Regions from separate parts of the Gossypium hirsutum genome. Here region 2 is linked to region 1. The links are chromatin contacts, called in public Hi-C maps. All regions are on one chromosome and are shown on one strand. Each heading gives the region's core, a stretch centred on a gene start, on an enhancer-like site or on the middle of the called end of the contact. The rest is flanking DNA. Distances are from core to core; before and after follow the strand shown. Region 1 holds the start of LOC107961971 (homeobox-leucine zipper protein MERISTEM L1). Region 2 holds the start of LOC107961975 (polyadenylation and cleavage factor homolog 4).

What was found. Hi-C and Micro-C count contacts between places; a contact is called where the count stands out from the background.
Region 2: a contact with region 1 is called in a Hi-C map of leaf, with 2.2 times the contacts expected there. The contact joins the promoter of LOC107961975 here to the promoter of LOC107961971 in region 1. A contact is called at or near these places in 3 of 34 Hi-C or Micro-C datasets (leaf and seedling).

Annotation. Positions count from the first base shown.
Region 1 is chrA06:115,842,950-115,845,698 of Gossypium_hirsutum_v2.1, forward strand. LOC107961971 (homeobox-leucine zipper protein MERISTEM L1) reads left to right here and starts at 1,296. Exons shown (of 12, transcript XM_016898160.2): 1 at 1,296-1,974; 2 at 2,409-2,673. The coding sequence starts at 2,453.
Region 2 is chrA06:116,084,369-116,087,387 of Gossypium_hirsutum_v2.1, forward strand. LOC107961975 (polyadenylation and cleavage factor homolog 4) reads right to left here and starts at 1,557. Exons shown (of 7, transcript XM_016898169.2): 1 at 934-1,557; 2 at 750-851; 3 at 401-658. The coding sequence starts at 1,218.

The sequences.
Region 1 (2,749 bases), core at 46-2,545:
AAATAATTGAATACATGTCTCAAGGAGAGCAGCAGAAGAAGCATGTCTAAGGAGCAAAAGAAGAATGAGCAACAAAATGTTTGGCCTACACCCTTAGATACATGACCAAATAAGCTTGCTATTTTGAATTCAAGCATGGTTACAAAGAAAAATGTAAATGTTTAATCGTATACGGAATATGGTACTTTTATTTAATGAATCACTTTAAAGTTCATGTCCCATCAAAAAAATAAAAGAATGAATTACTTGTTATTAGAAAAAATAATGAAAGATAATAAATGTTAGAGTAGTTAGGTAGCTAATGCAAAGGAGCTACCCAGGCACAATATTATAACAAAATCTTGGGTAATATGTCAAATATGAAAGGAAAAAAACGTTAAAGTTGTACTATTCTTTTAGCTGTTGGTTGTGCAATCTGCAATACCCTTTCAATGTCGATAATTAATGCAATAAAAGTAAATAAATACATAAAACAGATCACAGATGAGTTGAATTAATTCATATACCGACCGGATATGATTATATGTATGCATATATGTCAAAAGGAAGAGACGAGATTAAATTTGGTTAGCAATTATGAGAATTGCACCACATAGATTTTGGTAGGCATGCATGCATGGACATGATATATAATGCGTCTGAAATCTGCAAATGCAGATCATAGCCTGTATCCTTCAGACTCAATAATTTCTTGGAAGATTTGAGAGCAAGCCGAAAGATTAAATATATTTCAGTTATTCTAGCAGCAGCTCTAATTTGCTTTTCATGTAATTTGATGGGGAAATTAATTAGTATAATATTCAACCATATATAAAGCAAATATTTAATTCCAAAACAAAACAATAAATATTTGAAAGTAGTCGTTATGATTTAAACTTGTGAGATATCAATTATATCTTTTATCTTATGAAAAATTTAAACTTTTTATACTATATGTGTACACAGTGAATATTGTTGCAGATTTCATGACAATATTAGGAAGAAATATTTCTCTTGATTTGAGAATTTATGATGTTGCTCCAAGTTGATTGAGATGAAAATTTTACAAGACAGTATTGATATTAGATATAAGTCCTGTTATTAGTAAATATATTTAACTTCTTTTATCTACAAATATATATATATCCTATACCTGCATGCTTATTAGTAAAACCTATCAATATTGGAGCTGAGACACTGAAAACTAGTTGAAAGCTTACAAAGTTAATTTAAAGAAAGGGTAGGGAAGGGGAGATGTTTTTCTCTTTCTATAATTTTTATTTCTATCACTCGCAATTACACCTCTCACCCACCATAAATGCTATTGCACCCTCTCGATGGGCTCTGCTATTAACTCCTTAGCTGCCACATCCTCTCCACCTGTTTCTTCAATTCTCTTCATTTTCCTCAACCCCCCCTAGGAACTTCAAACCCCTTTCTCTCTCTAGACTTTAACCCTATTCTCTCTCAAGGTAGGTCTGTCAAACCAGTGACCCCAAACTCTTAAAAACCACCCTAAAGCCTCCTTTCATTAATCTTTCTCAACAATGTTCAAAAGGGTTTTCTTTTGTTTTGCCTATACGGCCCTTTAAAAAGTCTCTACTCACAAAACCTATTTCTTTCCCTGGACCAGCTTGTTTATAGCACCCGATCTGTGTTCACAACATTTGCCATTCTCTCTTTCATAAATTCGCTTATAAAGCTTTGCTGAGAATCAAGAGAGAGTGCAAAAAGTGTTTGTAATCTTTGGTTTGTGGGGACTTTCTATCAAAATCAACCTAAATACCACCAATATAGGAAACCGGGGCCAAGAATCTAACAAGCAAGAGACTGATATGTGTAGCATGTATTGCTGCTGGTTAGGGTTTTAAAGGTCATCGGCTATCTATGTCTCCCAACATGAGATTTCTAGTGACCAACTTACCACTGCATTTAAGACAAGAAAATAGTTGCCCTAAGCTCTTAGTCTCCTCCTCCAAATAATCCATATATAAGGTAATTTCTTTCCTCCTTTTTTTCCCCAACTTTTGCTGCTCTTTTTATTTCTCCGAGGTTCTTTCACTTTTCCCATGGGAATAGATTACGATAAGCTTTCGACTAATCCATCATTTTAATCTTCGAAGTATATGCTACCTTTAAATATAGTAGCAGTTGGTTATTAAGATATTCAAAGAAAAATCCTTCTCGATAAGCGAACTAAAACTTTTTTTCTTTGAAAGAGAGATGGTATATGGTTTACAGCTCCACTGTTTATTTGCCTTCCAAATGTTTCGACGATTCGATTGTCATGCACTGGTTTTGACTTTTTTAACCTTCTTTATGACTTCTTTGTATTTACATTTTGTGTCTTTCGTTACTGTTCTACAGTTTATTTAACCCTTTTCCCCCTTTATTTTAGTTTGCTTGATTTGTGTATGTTCTCTCGGCAGAACCCAGAATATCCATACCGTCGACATTCGAGCACTTTGTTAACATGTTTAGCCCCAACTTATTTGAGAGTCCCCATATGTTCGACATGTCTCATAAGACCTCGGAAAGTGAACTAATGGGGAAGGTCAGGGATGATGATTATGAGATCAAATCAGTCACTGAAACTATGGATGCTCCCTCTGGAGATGATCAAGATCCTGACCAACGCCCTAAAATGAAGTGTTATCATCGTCATACCCAGCGTCAAATCCAGGAGATGGAAGCGTAAGTTTTTTTTTTCCTCTTACTTAAAGATAAGAAATATTAACATGACTAGTTCTTCTTTGGGGAATTGATTGTT
Region 2 (3,019 bases), core at 307-2,806, 240 kb after region 1:
GTTTTCTATTTGCAAATTTCTTAAAGTAATTTCACTTGATACAAGCCCGTGTTAAGCTCTGATCTCATAATGATGCTCCAAGTAATTTCAGCAAATAACTTAACCGAAAGAAATCCTAATATATCAATTGTCATTAACATTCTGGCAACTCTACCCCTCAATCCAGCCTATCCCTGGTGATCAAAATCCAATTCAGCTTGCAACTGTCCTTCAGTACCAAAAGCAATTCTGTCCAGAAGGATCTATAACTGCTAGCAACATCTGATTCAAACAAATTCTCAAAAGAACATGATTTGCGATGATATCCTAAATAGTGAATGTGCATAAGACTACAGAACAGAGCATTTATTCCAATGAAATAGAGGATGTGAAGAACAGAGTTTTCCATTAGAAAGCTTACACTATCTGCACCTGACTGTTGTTCCAACTGCCGCAAGTACTTAGGATTAACATGTATGCCATGTGTTGGACGAGGTGATTCAGAAGACTGCAAGGAAGTTACTCCAGAAGATTGTTGGTTCCCCGTTTGAGAAAATTGCAATTGCATCTCGATTTTACCTAGCACAGAAGGCGAAAAAACTGTTGACCATGTGCCAAATAGATGTCGCATTGCAGGATGCAAGTTAGGATTAACTTGCCTGTATGCCTCACAAAATACCTAAGAATGAAAAATAAAATAAAATAAGATAACCTATATCAAGCTAATAGCAAAGAAAAGAACTTCATCAAAAAGATTGGCAATGACTCACCTCTGGCAAACGGGAAGAGAAATATCTAACATATTCTCGGCCAATATTTTTTACAATGCTATCTAATAGATATAACGAAGGAAGTTTTTGCTCTACTGGAACCTGAAAGCAATAAATTTGAAATTAAAATTTTAAATGTTCAAATTACTTGGCAGGTACAACGGAAAACCTAATTTTAACTAACCTCAATAATTCGTGCGCAAATAGCATCGGCAATGCCTTCGCCGTGCTCTCGCTGTTCACCGGCAATGATCGTGAGATCAGTAATTATGGGCTTCGAATTGAAAGTTAGTTCCGATAACACAACCTCGTAAAGCTGAACAATCTCCTCCGTAGTCGGCGTTGCCCCATCATCATCAGCAATACCGCCGGAAACCCTGAGCTCATCTTCCCGTTGCTTCAATAAAGCCTTGAACCGTTCCGATATCGACGGTAGTTGCTTTTGGGCTAGTTCATTGGATATGGCCATGCTGCTATTGCTACTGTTGCTATTGGTTTAGGAAAAAGATGAAAATTTTCTAGGGTTTTCTCAGGAAAGTAGGATTTTCTCTGATTCCATACATGTATCAGAGAAAAAGTAGCCGAAACGGTAAAGGTATTAGGGCTTGCGGCCCATCGTGAATCGATGCTGATTAAATTAGGGTTTTTGTTGCCAGCATCGAACAATAAACAGATGCTGTTTTAGTGTGTTACAAACACGAGAGTCTGGTACTCTTCGTTTTCCCTTTTTTTCTTTATTTTTTTTTCGCTGAGACGAGGGAAGATAATAATTATTAAAAAAAAAAAAAGGACTTCCTAGATTTGGTTTAATCCACGGTTGAAATAAAATGAAGTTTTTTATGGTAAATATGGGGCCCACAAGATTTCCATTGACGTGGAGGCTTTTAAGAAGCTTAGATACTCTGATTATCCGTGAGCAGGGATACAGAGAATAATGCTAAATCTAAAGGTCAAGTAAATCCGACGGTTATCATCGCTTGAAAACTTTTCTTTTTAAAGTTTTTTACAGTTACAAATGGAATACAATAATAAGCTGGAGTGAGTAATTATAACCTAGAATCAAACCATTATAAAATGTAATAAGTGAAGAATTAAAAATACTAAAAGGAATTCGGACAAACATAAAATTGAAGACTTACACATTATAATTACATATAATGAAATTAAAATCTAAATGTTTAAAGACTTAAAGTATCTACCTTAATCAATACCAAGACATCGTTACGTTATTACTTAAAAACATATCAATCTTATACTCAATACAATAATATAAAAGCATACATTGTTGAAGGTTTTTTTTAATAAGTAACATGGGTAAAGATTATCCAACTCCAAGAATAAAAATCGGAATTATTGTCAATTCAAGAATCAGCACAAGTTGTATACGACTCACCTACTATTCAATTCACATTTTATTTAATTTTTTTATTATTTGCTTTGTTCTTTATATTTCAGTTTTTTTTTAAAAAAGTTAAATTATAAATCAAATGAATAGAAAAGAATAGAAATGATAAAGTTAAAAAAATTTTAGAAATAAATATGTTTTTTCACTAAATATAAATATAATTTGAAAATTACTTTAAGTTTTGTGAATTATTATTTATTGAAAAGTTTGAAAATAGAATTAAATTAATTAATCATTATGAATCTGTTGAATATAGAAATTAAATATATTTTCTCATAAATTCTTTTACAATAAAGTAATCATGACTTCAACGGTATTAGGTTTGGGCTGATAAAATTATTTAATTGAAATTTTAATTTATCTGGTTAAATTAATTTATTAATAATATTTATTTTAAGAAATAAAAAACATGTATTGGATTGGACTAAACTCAATATACTAAAACTTTAATTAATCTAAAGAAGTAGTTTTAAACTAATTTTTTTTGTTGATTAAGAAATATAAAACTCCTAATTAATTTAAAATCTTCAAATATCCAAAATTCAGAATAAATAAACAATAAAATAATAAAACATAGTAAATATAATTGAGCTCATATATAATAAAATTTAAGCCTAAAAATTGAATCCAATATGATTTAAACTCAAATTAAAAGCCTAAAATTCGTAATTTTCGTAATAATCCCGTCCAAAAATTCTGCTCATACATTCACTAAAACGGTCATAACTTGAGCTCCTAAACTCGAAATTGAGTGATTCAAAGTACATTGTGAAGCTACGAGATAGATCTTCAAATGCTATGAAGATATCTCAACCTAGAAATTCCTGAATTTCATCCAAAAAGTTGTCGCAAGTAGGCTAATTTT